2 separate regions of the Mus musculus genome follow, and region 2 is linked to region 1. The links are chromatin contacts, called in public HiChIP or PLAC-seq maps. All regions are on one chromosome and are shown on one strand. Each heading gives the region's core, a stretch centred on a gene start, on an enhancer-like site or on the middle of the called end of the contact. The rest is flanking DNA. Distances are from core to core; before and after follow the strand shown.

Region 1 (4,658 bases), core at 1,518-4,017:
CAAAACAGGAACAAAAAAAAAAGAAATCTAATCTAAAGAATCAAATATATCAAAAGTGACTCCTACTCCATTTAATTAAAAATTAATAAATCATCTCAATTCTCACTGGAATTGTAGACTTCACACAAACTTTCAGAGAACCTCCAGTGAGTTAACACACTGGTCTCACCTATTTGAGAGTTGCCATTAATTAGTTTACCTTCTATTGCTATGCAAGAAACACTATAATCAAATATGGTTTCGGGGTGAAAGGGTTTATTTCCTCTTACAGCTCACAAGGCATCATAGAAGGAAGTCAGAGCAGAAACTGGAGTCAGGGCCCTGGAAGCAAATACCTCAGGGCAGGGATCTAAAGGCAGGAAGTGAAGCAGAGGTCGGGGAAGAACACTGACTACTGACTAGCTCTTCTTGGCTTGCTAGAACTGGTTTCTTGTACATCCCAGTACCCCATGCCCAGAGCTGGGCCCTCCTATATTAATCACTAATCAAAATATGTCACAAAAGACTTAACTACAGGCCATGGGAGAGCGGCAGTTTCTCAGTTGAGGTTTCCACTTTCCAGGTAACTCTAGCTTGTGTCAAGCTGACCAGCACAAAGGTATGTTAGTTCTACTACTTGCTATGCATAATATATATAGCACAGGCTTGACCCTTAAAAATAGGACAAACATATACAGACATACTCATTCAAAATAAATGAACTGACAGTAACTGGCATCCCAAGGGAACAAGATGATGATGACAGAGCCTCTGAAATTATCAATTCAGTGAAATAACTATGACACTGTGGACGAGGGGACAAAAATGATGGGGATTAACATGTAAAGGACATACCTGAACTAAAACTTAAAACGACGAGTTTTTTTCTTCCTGAAGAAATTGTACCAGCTATATATAGAAACATGCTTTATAGAGTGGCAAGCGAGGAGGGGAGAAATGGTGTCAAGTTCCAGTAAAAATGTTAGCATACCAGTTCTATAACCTTCATTTCAGTTCCTGCCCCAAGGTTCCTTCCTGCCTCCACTTCTTGCCCTGACTTCTCAATGGAGCGAAAGCTCTAAGACGAAATAAGCCCTTTCCTCCCCAAACTGCACTTGATCATGGTGGTTATCACAGCAATCCAAAGCAAAACTAGTGACTAGTCACTCGCTGACACCAACAAGTTATTCTGAGCCTCAAAGGAATCCTCTGTAGTTCTGAGGCCACTCAGATATAACAAGAGTTCCTACAACAGTCACCCAACAGAAGAGTGCCTTACAGGAAAGACGAAAACTGAAATGCTGGGAATTTATAGTTATCTTTCTAGATGATAAAACTGTTCTTCAACAAATCTTGAAGCACAAAATATTTATATTGTCCAATTTTCTCTAATACGAAATTACTAGGGGTAGGGGTAGTAAGGTCCTCCCTATTAAAATATGTTTCAGTCACATAATACTGGCAAATATTATAGTCAGAATATAAAAATTCTGAAAAAGAATAGTATCTCTATCACTCAAAGTGAGCCACTGTCATTTGATGTGCTTTCTTGGCCTTATTTGGGCTTTATTGGACCGTATTCCTCTCAGCTGTCACGTGTACTCGGCTGTCATCTGCATCCTGTTTATTTAACCCTATGCTCCAAGCGTTTTTTTCACTTAACTGGTCTTCGTAATCCGTGCATCTAACGATTGTATAACTGTCTACCCAAGGCCGCGGTTCACCTAATAATACACTTTCTCCTAATAAACACTTTTAATGCATCCATAAACCAAAATCCCGTGCACAGCCAAACCACTAAACTGTCTTTCAAAACGGGTAAATCTCTAACCTAAATTTATAGTCAAGTTACCTTGCTTCCACCTGCAGGATTATTCTAAACCATCCATCCTAGATTCTGTATTTGCCGATCATGACACGGCAGACAATAAGTACATATTCGGCTTACAAACAAATCTTCCGTAAGAAACCTGAATCCTAGCCCGGTGGTGATGCACACCTTTGATCCCAGACCCTCGGGAGGCAGGGGCAGGCGGATCTCTGAATTCCAGGCCAGCCTGGTCTACAGAGTGGATTCCAGGACAGCCAGAGCTACACAGAAAACGTTTGTCTCGAAAAGCCAGAAAAATAAAATAAAATAAAAAGAAAAGAAACCTAAAGCCTGAAGGAACACCGTTATTACGGTCTTCAAGATGGATTGGCACAATGACATGGTATAAATCCCTGATTTAAAAAAAAAGTCGAGCAGGTATTTTATCAAAATATCAAGCCGATCTCGGTTTCCAGTACGTTCTCCCAGACACTTTCTCCAAAATGACAGCGAACAGGTGTGCACGCACACGCCCCTCTACACATGCAGCAGGGGGCCTCGGCTGCCGCGGGGATGGATGCAGGGCGGCCGTCAGCTCCCAGGAGCCTCCCCATCTCCCTTCCCGTCTCCCAGAGCAGCCGCTGAGGGAGCAAGGGTGGAGGACACCCGGCTCTTCACGACGCTCCCCCAGGCTGCGGCCACCCAAGACCCTCACAGAGCCCGAAGCACACGCCCGCCGGCCGAGCTCGCTCACCATAGGAGCGACTGCCCAACTTGTTCTTGCAGTAGCCACACTGGAAGGAGGTCTGGCCCTCAAAATACTCTACAAGGCTAGGTGAAGGCGCGCTCCAAGAAGCCATGTCCGCGACCCCGCCGCCGCTGCGCCACCCAGTCCTACGCAGCCGCCGCTACCGCCGCCTTCGCCTCCACCACCCCACAATGCAACGCGCGCGCCTCCGAAGATCGCGCGAAGCCACTCGAGTGCTCCCGGGCTGGAAGGACCGGACGCCCTACGTCACTGACGCCGCCCGCGCCATGTTGACTGCGGGCAGCCGTCCGCTAGTTCCGTTCCTCCTCTGTGAGGGGCGGCTACCCCCTAGGGAGGGCGAGGGCGGGAAGACCGGGATGGAAAGGAAGCCGGCTGAGGAGAGACCAATGGGACCGGGAAGCTGGAGTCGGGTGACCAACGGCCTCAACCCGCGCGGCAGGCCTGCCAGGACGTAGCGAGAGCCTGGCTGAAGCCGGTAAAGGCGACCTGGACGGCGGGACACTCACCACACGACGTCTTGCCCTCCCTGGACTCGCAGTAGCCGCAGTAGTAGCCGGCCTTCAGGCCCTTGTATTCCACCACCGAGGCCATGGCCGCCGCTGTGGGCTTGAGGAGCGGCCACGCCTCTCAGCGCGGGGAACCTCGGGGAAGGGCCGAGAGCGCGGGGGTTGCCGGGTTCGCGGCTCTCCGCCGATCCCCGGTCAGGCCACTGGCCGCCAGCCTGGGTTGCAGGGGTGCGTCTCGGAACCCAGTGTTTAGTGGCCAGCAGGTTACTTGTCCAGTCAACAGCAGTCCTTGTCACTGACGCGATCTCTCAGCCCGCTTTACAGATAGGGAAACTGAGGCTCCAGGTTGGGATTCACCCGGTCATTTGCGCTCTGTAGTTGAAGGTTAACCTCGAGTTCTGCGCCTGACCACCTGTGAGGAACGAGGAGCCGGAGCTGGCTTGATAGAGAGGGATCTAGAATCCAAACAACTCTGCTAGAGCGGAATGTCCAATGACGAAGCGACACTTTCCTCTTTTAAAGGGAGTTTTAAATATCACTCAAAAAGAATTTTTAACTCTTCAGGCTGAACATTTACATAATCTGAATTCACTCCATGGGTCTCCAATTTGCAAAGAACGTGTTTTAGGGAATGAGGTTGTGAGGCAAAGTGTAAAAATAAAGGCATGCTCCTACCAAGATAATATTCCTTAGCTTTCTCCTCTGCGTACACAGATGTTTAAGTCTGTCTGGCATAATTTCCATAGTCGACAATATGGTGAATTCCTTTTTGCAGTGTCTAGAAAGTGCAATCAGGAAACTTTTTTTTTTAATTATGTTTGTGGGTGTTTAGCCTGCAAGTAGATATGTGTACAACCTTCATCCAATGCTGGAGGCATCCAGAAGGCATTGTAGACCCTGAAACCTTGACGGGCAGACAATTCTGAGCCACTCATGTAAGATTGAAAGGATGGAAAAATACAGCCTCAACTCCAGCCTCCTAAGAAGCCCTAAATACCACAAATTCCAGACCCTGCTCCCTGCCAGTATACAGGTAAAAGGTCACACTTCCGTGCTGTTCCAGGGCCCGCTTCCTGTATGGAACTAGGTGAAAGAGCATTAAGACAGACCCTTGAATACGTGATCCTGGCCTAGTAAGATAACAGGAGGAGAGGAGCTGACTAACTGCTTATCTAGCAACTGTAAAGTGCTTGCACAATGGAAGGAAAGATTACACACTGAAAGAACTGCGTGGGGTCTTGATGCTATGAAATGATTGGTTTGCGAAACGCAGGCTTTGTTGTAACCCCATAAAAGCTGTCCCAATTCTGCACTCGTGGTCCGTGGTCCTCTACCCCTGCGTGGTGTACTGGGCCCCAGAGCACGCCTGGAATAAAAAGTCCTCTTGCGGTTTGCATCAAGGCCGTTTCTTGTGAGTGATTTGGGGTGTCGCCTCTCCTGAGTCAGAACGTGGGGGAGTCCTCACTTTGTGGGTCTTTCAACATCAAATATGATGCTGGGAACCAAACTCTGTGTCTTCTGCAAGATCATCAAGTGCTCTTAACCACTGAGCCACCACCTCTCCTGCCGGTGAACAAACTTATTTTTCAACTGT
Region 2 (4,658 bases), core at 713-3,212, 230 kb after region 1:
CCAGCTTGTAAAAGCCAGTAGAGGGTTGAAGGTGGTGGCAAAGGTTGTGACCACTTCACATTTAGTAAATAGGATTCTGGTGGCCTCTTGGCCCGCATGAAACAGCAAGACTGGGATTGTGAGAAATGAAGCTGGGTTTAAAAATAACTACCCTTAACGTCTTAGCAAGAGACCTTTTAATTTCACTTGAAAACATTCATGGCTGAAAGGAAGAGCCAAGGAGTGAATTCTGAAGTTCATTATCATGCAAGCAGCTGTAGGGAGCAGGGAGTGAGGTGGTCCCAGAGCTGTTCTCAGATTGAAAATGCCAAGGCGGTGGATGAAGGATGTCACCACGGGGTCTGACTCCTTTGCACCCGTTTAGAAGTCTCTCTGGTTTTACAAAGGACATCGGGCGGATTCATAATTTCTGATATGCTCCTTGGTCCTGCCCTGTGCTGATATGAAGTTCATTTTCATTATCAATTCCTTTCTCCCTTGCACTGCAAGGAGCTGCTAATTTACCTTGAGGCTGAATTAAATCTCATTTTGAAAAACTTAGACCCAGCCTCTCTCCAGAAGTACCAGACTGAGTTTAGCAGCTCCAAAATTCTGTTCATTTTGAAACTTTGTTTATTTTTTTTTTTCAAATTTTTTAAAAATTTACTTTACCTGTATGGTTGTTTTACCTGCATGCATGTATCTGTGTTCTTGGTGCCCACAGAGGCCAAAAGAGGGTGTCAGATCCCCTGGCACTGGAGTGGTACAGTGAGCCAACTTATAGGTGCTGGGAATTGAACCTGAGTCCTCTAGAAGAACAGCCAGTGCTCTTTACCACTCTTCACCATCTCCTCAGCTACCCTAACCCCCTTTTAAGGAGCACATTTAAAGTGAAAACAATTGGGTTTGTTTGGTTTTCCTTTTTATGTTCTCTTCCTAATTTTGTGTTTGTGGGCTTTTCTTACTACAGCCGTTAAATGGTGATTTCCAGGTATAATGTTCCCATTACTACTGAGGTGTTGTCCCTCAGAGAAGCAGCATTATAAACCATTGCCAAGAGCAAAGATAAGCCCTCCATGCAGAGCCTCTGTCCTGCCACCAGGAAGCGCTTTTTCTCTGAGGGATCGGCAGCCTGCTGCCAAGGACTGGTAGCTTATGTTCTAGGCAGTTGTCCTAGGCCTTCCCCGGGAACAGAAACTGAGAAAGATAATCATGGCATCCCATCTGACATGTGACTGGAGTCCATGCTCTGGTTGACCAGGTCTGTGTGCTCTTGGTTCTGAAGGTGGGTCACTGAAGGTGAGCCCAGGGGTTTCTGGGCAGTTTTGGACAGTGAGATTCAGGTGATCTGTGGGCACCATTTGAGGGTAGGTAGTAGCCAGTGAGCTGGGGGTAGTCAGGGCCAGTGAGCTGGGGATAGGCAGACTCAGTGAGTTAGAATAACATGTAGGTATCACTTGAGGGTGAGCTCAAAGCCTCAAGGGCAGGCAGGGACAATGACTACAGGTCACAGCAGTTTTCTTCTAGGACAACTAAACCGTTGTGTGCACCTTGCATGTGAGCACTAATGGTTCCTAAATGGTCACCTCCAGTCCTATCCATTGCTCTTGTACCTCCTGAATTTTCTAAGTGCTTCTCTTCTTTAGGCCCTCAGAACCCGATTCTATAGTGAGGCAAGGTAAGGCTGGTTATAAACACTCTGCCCCACCCCTTCCCACGGAAGCACATCTCAATCCTCACCCTCTTGCCTCCTCCCCTCTTTCTGTGTAACTGTGCTCTGCTCAGTGCACAGTTTGTTCTCCTGGTTCTCCGAGGATGGAGCAGCAGTCCCATTCTGCCCATCAGGCCGCCGCCACCTCCCACTGTAGCATGGACTTGTGTTCTAACTGTGGTGCAGGCTTTCTTGGCAGCCATGACAACGCTGAGGTTAATGCATAGGGCGGAGAGTGGTCCATTGGATGTTTGGGTTGCCGTGGAAGTAGGCTGACGGGGGAGCCTGGCCATGCTGGTTGATGATGCTCCTAACACTGTGTTTCAATTGTGTTACAAGTTGCTTAATGTTCTGTGAAATAGAAGAATAGCCATGTGTCCCCTCCTCGCCTCTCTGAGGCTCGTAACTGAAGCCTACAGAACACGAGAGAGCTGCAAACCCCTGTCAGTTGGGTTGAGCCAGACAGCATGGCCTTTGTTGCAGGGTTCATCAGGAAGAGTGGATAGATACTGTCATTGGCTCCAGGTCTCCCCTTTGCTGTTAAATAGCAGACCTAATGGCAACACACTTTCAAATCCTGACAGAGCTGACAAGGTTGACAAGAGGAGGCTTCAGATTCTCCTCTGAAGGCCACCGCCTTCTCATCCTTTTAAACAGAGCCATGTGAGCACAGCCAAATTTGGCAGTTGGTCAGTTGTACAAAAACGATCCAATCTTCAGCTATCGAAAACTCGGCAGCATAGACTAGTGTTCTGTATCATCCCACAGCAAGATTTTATTTTGGAAGTGGGGCCGGCAGGATAATGACCACTGTTCACTTACAATGCCTAGCTGGCTCGGCGGCTGATAAATGGCGGTGATAAGCAGGCCGCAGACAGGCTGGGCCCACAGGGTTCCTAGTTACAAAGGCTGCCGTCTCATTAGCCCTTTTGTGTGCCTGCACATGTGCAGTAGGAACGCTTCCCATCCCCCGCCTGGACCTGGCATTGCTCTCATCCATGAGTCTTTGCATTTTCTCATAGTTTCGATGTTCTTTGTTTCAAAACCATGCAGCTGAGCGGGTGAATGCGGTGGTCATGGCCACGTGTGCAGCCTGTGTGTCACGCCATTAGTGGTAACTGACCTCTCTCTCTCTTCTCTCCTCTCTCTCTCTCTCTCTCTCTCTCTCTCTCTCTCTCTCTCTCTCATGAAAAAAACATTCCACAGAGGGAAGCTGCTCACCCACCAGATGTCTCCATCTCCAAAACTGCCTTGTACTCCCGCATCGGGTCCACCGAGGTGGAGAAACCCCCAGGCCTTCTGTTCCAGCAGCCAGACCTGGACTCTGCACTCCAGGTTGCCAGAGCAGAGGTGAGGCCTGTGGTGTCTGGAAGGACCGTGCTCTTGATACTCAGATAGGATCCCAGGCTGCAGTGTCAATAACTGTATTTAGCTGTGAAACTGGTGTCTTTGGAGACAGACTGTCCTCCAAACACTGCAGGCTAGGTGAGCAACACCCTATGAGTTCTTATCTGCCTAGTCACGATGCTAACAGGCATGGCCAACTCACTATAGAAGAGATACTTTGTTGCTCCTCAGGGCTGGGGGGTGGGGCGCGGGGTGGGGGGGGGTGGGGATGGGGGGAGGTGTCTTGATTTCTCCTGCTTGGGGAAATTCTCTGGATGGAATCCTGCTTTTAGGTGAGAAATCTCATGTGTGTGTGTGTCTGTGTGTGTGTCTGTGTGTGTGTGTGTGTGTGTGTGTGTGTGTGTGTGTGTGTGTGTGTGTGTGTGTATGATGCATCCTGATTTTGGGCAGACCGGACCGCACTCATCTGGGAATCTACCTCTTTCTTCTCTCCCTGACCCTAGGTCATCGCCAAGGAGAGAGAAGTCTCAGAGTGGAGGGATAAATATGAAGAAAGCCGACGGGAAGTGGTGGAAATGAGGTCAGTAGGGCGCAGCCTTCCTGCTGCTTAGAAGCCCTGCTCCCTGGCTTCGTGGCGGTTTGTGCTGAGGTGGTCCCTATCCCAAGTAACGCTTTCTATAGAAGAAGTTCACTTTTCTCTATAATCATGGCTAGTATTTTTGTATAGGTGGTTTTTAAGAGATTTTAATTTTTTAAAATATTTTGATCGTTCTTAATGATGTGTGTCTGAGCGTGGGTTTGTGCACATGAATGCCGGCGCCCTTGGACGCCAGAGGCATCTGATCCCCCAGAGCCTCAGCTTGCTTGAGAACTGTCCACTGTGGGTTCTGGGTCTTCTGGAGCAGCACAAGTTCTAACTGCTGGGGTGTCTCTTTATCTCCTACGAGTGTTTTTAGAATAACACAATGCACGAGTTAAAGAATCCAGTGAGATAAATGTGTCCTGCATCCCCCTGCTTCAACTCCAGCAGACTCGCATTCCTCCATACATTTCTAGTAGGAAACAAAACACCTAGATGAGGGTCAGGGCCTGTTTTCTAGGCCACCAGCACATCTTCCCGAAGGCACTGTGTCACTTTCTGGGTGACTGGATTGAATGGGCAAAGACCCTGCATCTTCAGAGGACTGCTCTTGCAGAGGGATGCTTGACACCTTGATATTTTCATCTGGGGGAGTTGCCAAGCAATGCTGGTACACACCTTTATTCTCAGCACTTGGGAGGCAGAGGCAAGCAGATCTCTGTGAGTTCAGAGCTAGACCGGTCTATGTAAGGAGTTCTAGGTCAGTCAAAGGTTACATGGTGAGATACTGTTTTACACACCCACTCCCCAAGATTAATTTTATTATTTATACATATACACATACATATATATACATATATATATATATATATAGAGAGAGAGAGAGAGAGAGTTTAAAAATACAAGGGAGGGAACTGGAGAGGTAGCCCAACACTTAAGAGCACTGGCTGCTCTTCCAAAGGACCTGGGTTCAATTCCCAGCACCTATATGGCAGCTCACAACTGTCTGAAACTCCAATTCCAGGGGATCCAAAACCCTCA

Evidence for each region. HiChIP or PLAC-seq counts read pairs in DNA pulled down with a chosen protein or histone mark.
Region 2: an H3K27ac HiChIP or PLAC-seq map of embryonic stem cells shows a contact between it and region 1, with 9 read pairs. The contact joins the enhancer-like site here to the promoter of Ate1 in region 1. A contact is called at or near these places in 11 of 39 promoter capture datasets (the 3T3-L1 cell line, 3T3-L1-derived adipocytes, cranial neural crest and 6 more), 8 of 484 Hi-C or Micro-C datasets (the C2C12 cell line, the F1.1 cell line, cortical neurons and 4 more), 13 of 115 datasets of contacts at active chromatin or transcription factors (bone marrow-derived macrophages, cardiomyocytes, embryonic basal ganglia and 8 more) and 3 of 9 other capture datasets (adipose tissue, liver and pancreatic islet).

The regions. Positions count from the first base shown.
Region 1 is chr7:130,516,813-130,521,470 of GRCm38.p6, forward strand. It overlaps Ate1 (arginyltransferase 1), which reads right to left and starts at 2,768. Exons shown (of 12, transcript NM_013799.3): 1 at 2,544-2,768. The coding sequence starts at 2,649. Gm4275 (putative uncharacterized protein ZNRD1-AS1) reads left to right here and starts at 2,779. Exons shown (of 4, transcript XR_869987.2): 1 at 2,779-3,033.
Region 2 is chr7:130,748,294-130,752,951 of GRCm38.p6, forward strand. Tacc2 (transforming, acidic coiled-coil containing protein 2) reads left to right here. Exons shown (of 22, transcript NM_001004468.3): 16 at 2,897-3,040; 17 at 3,541-3,617. Among named protein-coding and RNA genes, the nearest start is that of Btbd16, 23 kb to the right of the region's middle. Within about 2 kb of position 1,963, at least 63 of the 459 cell types and tissues checked have an H3K27ac peak or open chromatin away from gene starts, as enhancers often do. A contact at or near this core is called in cortical neurons, embryonic basal ganglia, embryonic stem cells and 4 more, where this site is marked.